Regions from separate parts of the Oryctolagus cuniculus genome. Here region 2 is linked to region 1. Evidence: chromatin contacts called from public Micro-C data. All regions are on one chromosome and are shown on one strand. The core of a region is the stretch at or near the end of the contact, and the rest is flanking DNA. Distances in the headings are between cores, read along the strand shown.

Region 1 (3,606 bases), core at 194-2,693:
GGAGACAGAAGCTATTTTTTTTTCCTACAGATTTTGAAAGCGTTTTACACAGCTCTCCTCTTCACTCCCAAACAAAAGCTACGACCACGGAAGCATTCCCTAAAACGCTGGGTCTGGTTGCTGGCGCTGGCTGGGACACTGCCTAGGCTCCCTGGCACGTGACACCTTTCCCAAGCTTCCGCGTGACTTACCGCTCAGGACAGACACCTGCCAGAGGGCAAGGTAAACCAACACCTGACAGTAACCGCAGGGAACTGCCCAAAAGATGGAGCAAGAGGTACCTTAGTAGCTACTGAATATGGTCCTAATTTAGGAGAGCGCATTTTTCTTTTTTCCTTTTTTTTTTCCCCTCTAGCTAAACAGACACTTTCACAGCGCGTGACAAAGGGATGAGACCCCAGACCCACTATTCTAGGCAAAGGAATTCCCCAGGACTAAAACCCCTCAGGCAAAAAACACTTCCTCCCCACGCCCTCCCCACTACACCCACTGCCCACGTCCAAGGGGAAGAAGGCACGCTGGGGGCAAACCCCTCAACTGAAGGGCAGCTACCGACGGCCCCCAGCCTCGCGCGTGAAGACGGAGGGAGGTGGCCCAGGGGTCACCCGGAGCTCGCCCCAGTCCCCCAGCCCCTGTGCCCAGCAGCCCCGCGCTCCGACCCCCCGCAGCCAGCAGCCCGCGGCCCGAGCCGGCGCACTCACCGGTACCAAGCGAGGCCCTTGTCGTAGCTGCGGTCGAAGAAGTGGGGCTCGGCGCCCACGGCACGCACGTCGGGGTGCACGCGCAGGAACTCCAGCAGCGCCCGCGTGCCGCCCTTCTTCACGCCGATGATGATGGCCTGCGGCAGCTGCTTGCTGCCCTCGTCCAGGAGCAAGGCCAGGGTCCCCGGCGTCGGGGCCTCGGCCACGCTGCTGCCGGCCCCGGAGCCTCCGGGACTCGCGGCCAGGCCGGGAGTCTCCTCTTCCCAGGCCGCGACGTCGCCGGGGTCGCGCGGCACGGGTGGCCGGGGCCTCCGCGCGCGCTGCAGCTGCAGGAGCCGCTTTCTGTGCGCCGCCGCCGGCCACCTCGTCAGCTCCCGCCGGCCTGCGGCCAGCACGCCGCGGCCCGGGGCCCCCGCCTCCTCGCCGCCGCCCGACAGCCCCGCGACGGGGCCCGACAGGCTGTGGCAGCGCTCGGCCAGGCAGTAGAAGACGTAGAGGGACGTGAGCAGGGAGCAGAGCGTCAGCAGGAACTTGCGGAAGATGTTGCGGGACAGCGGCTCGGCAGAGGTAGGCAGGGCGCCGGCCGGGCCCGGAGGGGCCATCCTAGCCGGAGGCGACGTCGGGCGGCGCGCGGGCCATGCTAGAACAGGATTCCGCCGGGTGCCACCGAATGCCCCGGACGGGCCTGCGCGCCGGGCGGCGGCCACATCGCCCGTGCGCCCCTGCGGCCGTGCGGTCTGCCCCCAGGAGGCGGCGGCCTGGGCCCCTCGAGGGGACGGAGCCCCGCACTGGGTCCAGAAGAGGGCACGGGGCGGGGGGGTGGGGAGGGGACGGCGGGGCCGTGCTTAGGAAACCATCGTCTTAGACGCGCCCAAGTCCTGGGCCTCGGGGCAGCAGCTCCCCGAAAGGTCGCCCGGGACGGGGCTCTCGGCGACGGAGGCGAAGGCGTGCGGCTCTCGGCCCCGGGGCCGCCCTCTCGGCGCGGGTCTCCGCTCAGCGCTCGCGCATCGCCGCCCTCGGTGTCGGTGGCGGCCCGCGCGACTCCGGGAGCCGCTGTGCCCCGTGCGCCCTGCACAGCGGGCGAGCGGCAGCGTCCCCGGCCCTTCTTCCTGGAGTCCTCTCAGGCCGGGAAGTAGGTCCTGTCCGCCTGGTAGCGAGGTCCAGCCCCCCTTCTCCAAGTCCCTCTGTGCGAACCGGAGCGAGAAAGCGGTGCGCTCCCCTCGGTGCGCGCGCAAGGCCGCCCCGCAGCTGCCCTGGGCCCCACCTGGGAGCCGCGCGGTGGAGCCGGCTGCGCGGGACCTGTCAGCGGCCGCGGCCCCTGCGCTCACAGCCGCCTCCAGGGCCGCCGCCGCCGCCACACGTGGGGCGCGGAGGGCAGCAAACTTGGCGGTGACGTCAGCGGCCCGGGCCGGACCAGCCCCCCGGCCGAGCGCGGCAGGGGCCGGGCCGGGCGGGGTGGGATGCAGCAGAGGTGGCGCGGGCTGTGCGGCGGGCGACGGCGGCCCAATGGCACTGGAGGAGAAGGGCGGGGGCGGCGGGGGCGACGCCCCTTCCCCCTGCGGCTGGCGCTCCGAGCGGGGCGGCCTCGCCCCACTCGGAGCGGGGCAGGGGGCTGCGGCGACTCGCGGGCTGCCTGCCTCTGACTGACAGCCAGGGATGGCCGGATCCCCGGGGGCCTGACTTCCACCCAGCCGGCCGCTCGCTCCACTGGGGACTGCGGACGTCTCCAGCTCGGCCCAGCGCTCGCAGCCCTGCGCAGCCTCCCGCCCCCAGCACTGCCTTTCCACCGGCCCGGAACCTCCTCTCGGGTCCCAAAACTTTTGCAAGTTGTGTCCGCTGCTGTTTCCAGCACGCCGCGCCCCTTGGGCGTGGGGCAAACTGAGTTTTCTCCCAGCGGCTCCAACTTCGCCTCCTCCGCTGCTGTCCACTATGAGCCACCCGGGAACGAAGCGTTTTCTCCCTCCCCACCCCCGACCCCGCCCCCAGCAATGCATATATTTTTGATTGTTTTCCTTTACGTTTGTTTAGGAATATCGACAGTGCCCCGGGAACTAGAAAGGTTCAGCCCCTTAAGAAATGACCCCACAAGGAAAGCAGAGTTAGAAAGTAAATTTAAAAAGAAAAAAATCCATGCGCCCAGCTGTGGGTGAAACGCCTTTATGTGCAATGGTGTCTGAGTGTGTGTGCTCCCGCGCAAAGGGGTTAAATGTCCTTTCCTACGCGGCGGTTTCCTTTTTCTCTGGCCTCCTCTGACCCTACATCCCCTTCATGGGCTCCCCTGAGAGAAGAGGTCAGCACGGAACAGAAACGGCCTTGCTGTTTAATGGAGGGAGGTGGCCCGTGCAACCTGCAGGAGGTGGTTTTTTGTTCCAGTCCTATTTGTTCCTTATTGCATGGCTTCCTGGTCTCTGCGGGGCGCCTCCCAATGTGAGGCAGGTTCCTACCAGCCCCTCCGAGTGGTGAGGCTGCTTTGGGGGACTCCAGGTGGGTGCTGCAGGGACAGTGGCCTTGATGCCGCACGGACAGTGGCCTTGATGCCGCAAAACTTACCAGGAATTCTGCTTCCCTGGTGCTGGGACTGTTGCCTGCTTTTCCAAGTTTTGTTTCACCTTGAAAGTAGAAGTTGGGCAAGTCCCCTCTGGGCTCCCAAAGGGGACTTGGACCGCATGGTTCTAACTCCGTATTTGTGCAGAGCTGCTGGCTTCCTGTCCTGCAGAACCCACACTCAGTGCAGAGCGCGGTTTTATGATTATGACCAAAGCAAACCCAGCAGATTCTACAACCAAGTAGCGCTTATTAGGTTGTGATGCCATAAAGCAGTGGACTTTTACAAGGATAAACAGCAAGTCCTGCCAAGCTTTAATGTCCTTTTGTGTCCTCAAATTGGATATTGACAAACCAGTTG
Region 2 (3,315 bases), core at 338-2,837, 590 kb after region 1:
ATGTGTCAGCGCTCAGGGGAGTTACAAGGAGGTCGCGCGGGGCACCGCGTGGGGCGCACGGGTCCCACGCCGGCCGCTGCGTTTTCCTAACCCTCTCCAGTCACGGGGCACATTTTTGGAACCGGAGACGCCGAGGTCAGAGCGGCTTTCTCAGCTTGCTCCCCGGGGTGGGGTTCCCAGGAGACACTTAGTGGGGACACTGGCTCCGGAAGGGAGAACAGCGCGGGCGGCAGCTCCGGCTGAGCCACTCCGTGGGCGGCACCGGACCCCCGGGGCCGCGCGGGGGCCGGCGTCGGAAGAGACGCTCTGTCCGGAACCACGGGCCGCCAGGTGTTGGGAGGCCCGCCGGCCGCTCCGCCGCGGGGCCGCGGGGCTGCGGGCGCCGGGATGCCTCGGAGGCTCCTGAGCTTCCTCCACACGCCCGGGACAGGAATGCAGCCGAGCGCGGCGGCGCCCCTGGTCCCCTCTGCCCACCCAAAAGCGGCTGGAGTGCCTGGGAGCCCCCGCTTCCCAACCTCGGGGCAGGTCTTTTGTTTCCCCACTCTGGGCAGAGAGTGGGGTTCCCAGGAGACACTTAGTGGGGAGGCTTCGGCTGGACTTTGACTATTAGAAGAGTGCCACTCGGTGACGGATGTGCCCGAAATCGGCACATTCTACGGCGAAAGGCGACAGGTCAGCGAGCCAACCTGTCGCCTGCCTGAAGGCGAATGTTGGCTTCAATACCGATTCAGGGAAAAAGAGAAAGGACAAGTTCTCAAACGTAACGTGTCCAATAAACTCACAATACTCAGAGGACAACTTTCTGCGCTGACTCCGCTGGTGCGCGCGCACGCGTGTCCAAAGGAAACTTTTTTTCTAGACTCTACCTTTTAGTTAATTTCTCCCCGCGCCTTCTCCCTCCCCACCCCCCCCCGGCAGTTTTAGAGGCAGAGATTTTTTTTTCTTTTTTCCTGGAGGACGGTTTACTTCCCACTTAAAAGAGAGGCAGGCCGAGGTGGGTGGGTGGGGGTGAGAGAAGGCCCACCTCCTGGCACAGAGTAAGAAAAGACAGGGGAAAAAAAGCGATTTCCAAACAGGCCTTCCATTTCTCAAACCGATGCCCGTCCGGGAAGGGCGTGCCTCCTGGGCCCCCGGCGAGGGACCGGCTCGACACGGGCCTTGGGTGCACCTGCGGGCGCCCCTGCCTCCTCCAGTCCCTTCTCCTACCCTGCAGCGCACACTTGGGGATCGCGCCCGAGACACATCTGGACCGGGGCTCGCGTCCCGGCATCTGGGCAGCGGCAGCCCAGGCCGGCTCCCAGGGAGCGATCGCGGAAACGCACGCGAGTGCGCCACTCGCTGGGGTGCGACCTCTCCCAGCACTCCGCCAACTCCAGCATCCGTCCCAGCATCTGCGGCTGGCACCAGCCCCTGGCTCCGCCCCCATGAGCCCGCCCCCTCGCCCCCGAAGCCAATAGCCTCACCCGGTCGCTCTGCACCGCCCCCAACTCTTTCCACACCTCCACGCCCCGGGAGCGGGTTGGCTGCTGAGTCCTGGGTGAGGCCCCGCCCTCGGCGTGGTGCTCGCCGCTTCTGGTAGGAAGAGCAGCCCGTCACTCCGCAAGGCCGGGCCCGCCCCCTCCACCTCGGTCTGCTCGCTGGCTTCCTGCGCAGTTCTCCTCCGCAGCCTCCGCCGGGGCTGCTCTCCAAGACTGGGGCGCTCAGAACGGCGAGCAGGCAGCCCCGGCGAACAGCCGTGCGCACCGTCCCGAGCGCTCCGGGAGAGCGCGCGCAGGGGCTCTGCTAGCCCGCAGCGGGCCGTGACGCCGCAGGAGCAGCCCCTGGGCCAGCACTGACCGCCGCCCCGACTTGGCGTTCCAGTTGCGGCTGCTCCCGGGACAACATGTCAAGAGCCGCCGCCGCTACAGCTGCCGCCGCCACCTGGAGAGCAGCAGCAGCAGCGGCAGCGGCGGCAGCGGCGGCCGCTTTGACCGCGGGCACGCGGGGGCAATAAGCGTCCGGCGAGCCGCGGAGGGGGAGCCCTCTCTGCGCTCACTGCCCCGGCGGGACCCTGGCCATGTGCTGAGCCATGCCCCTGGCCGCGCCCGCGGGCAGCGCATGGGGCAGCGCCTGAGCGGCGGCCGCTCCTGCCTCGATGTCCCGGGCCGGCTCCTGTCGCAGCCGCAGCCGCCCCCGCCGCCGGTGAGGAGGAAGCTCGCGCTGCTCTTCGCCATGCTTTGCGTCTGGCTCTACATGTTCCTGTACTCGTGCGCCGGCTCCTGCGCCGCCGCGCCAGGGCTGCTGCTGGGCTCGGGCTCCCGCGCCGCGCACGCCCCGCCGGCCGCCCTGGCCACCGCTGCGGACGGGACGCCTCCCAGGTTGCCGTTCCGGGCGCCGCCGGCCACTCTGCTGGCCAACGAGGGCGCCGCGAGCCAGGAAGAGCAGGGTCCCGAGGCGCCGGACTCCCCCAGTCCCATCTCCAGCTTTTTTAGTGGGTCCGGGAGCAAGCAGCTGCCTCAGGCCATCATCATCGGCGTGAAGAAGGGCGGCACGCGGGCGCTGCTGGAGTTCCTGCGCGTGCACCCCGACGTGCGTGCCGTGGGCGCCGAGCCCCACTTCTTCGACCGCAGCTACGACAAGGGCCTCGCTTGGTACCGGTGAGTGCGCGCGGGAGCGGGCGAGGGCGCGGGGCGGCGGCATAGGCTGCAAAGGGGGCGAGCGCACGCCGGGTGCGCCCAGCTCGGCTCTCGCCAAGACCCGGAGAAACTTCTGGCGCAGCGCCGGCGGCTCAGTGGTCCGCGGTGCTCAAGAACCACAGGCAACGGGGCAGCGACTTGGTGTGCGCTTGGAGAAGCAGGGTGCCCTCTAGCCATGGCGTTGCCGCCCCATACGCATCAATCAGGGTCGCCAGGATTTAATTTTTCCTGGCGGAGCCCCCGGGACGCTGGGAGGAGCGTTGTGCGCCCCCGCCGACACAGCCTGCTCCCTGCACCAACTTCTGAGCAGTTTCTGCGCTCCAGACTCTAGGGGATCGGGCGGCGACAGCGTCCTGCCGAGACCGCAGGGAGGTTGTGGGTTTCGGAGTTAACATTGCTCCTGGCTCCCGGGGCCGGGAGGGGCGTCGCACCCGCGCTCGGCTCCAGCGTCTCGGGCTCGGGAGGGTGAGCTGGGGCGGGCGGCGAGCGGAGCGTGGAGCGGTGCTGGTCTCTGTCGGGCAAAGGCGCGCACTGCAGCCGGTGTGAGCGGCGCGCAGCTTTGAAGGCTTCCCGGCGCCTCCCGGGCAGGGCCCACCCGTTTCCCGCCTACCCCGGCCTTGATGCTGGGGGGAGCGAAGAG

Evidence for each region. A called contact is a pair of places that touch in the nucleus more often than the background predicts.
Region 2: a contact with region 1 is called in a Micro-C map of ear pinna, with 5 times the contacts expected there. The contact joins the promoter of LOC100352865 here to the promoter of HS3ST3A1 in region 1. A contact is called at or near these places in 3 of 6 Hi-C or Micro-C datasets (ear pinna, embryonic fibroblasts and an unstated tissue).

The regions. Positions count from the first base shown.
Region 1 is chr17:57,641,572-57,645,177 of mOryCun1.1, forward strand. It overlaps HS3ST3A1 (heparan sulfate-glucosamine 3-sulfotransferase 3A1), which reads right to left and starts at 1,444. Exons shown (of 2, transcript XM_002718879.5): 1 at 702-1,444. The coding sequence starts at 1,303.
Region 2 is chr17:58,230,576-58,233,890 of mOryCun1.1, forward strand. It overlaps LOC100352865 (heparan sulfate glucosamine 3-O-sulfotransferase 3B1), which reads left to right and starts at 1,588. Exons shown (of 2, transcript XM_002718869.5): 1 at 1,588-2,636. The coding sequence starts at 2,098.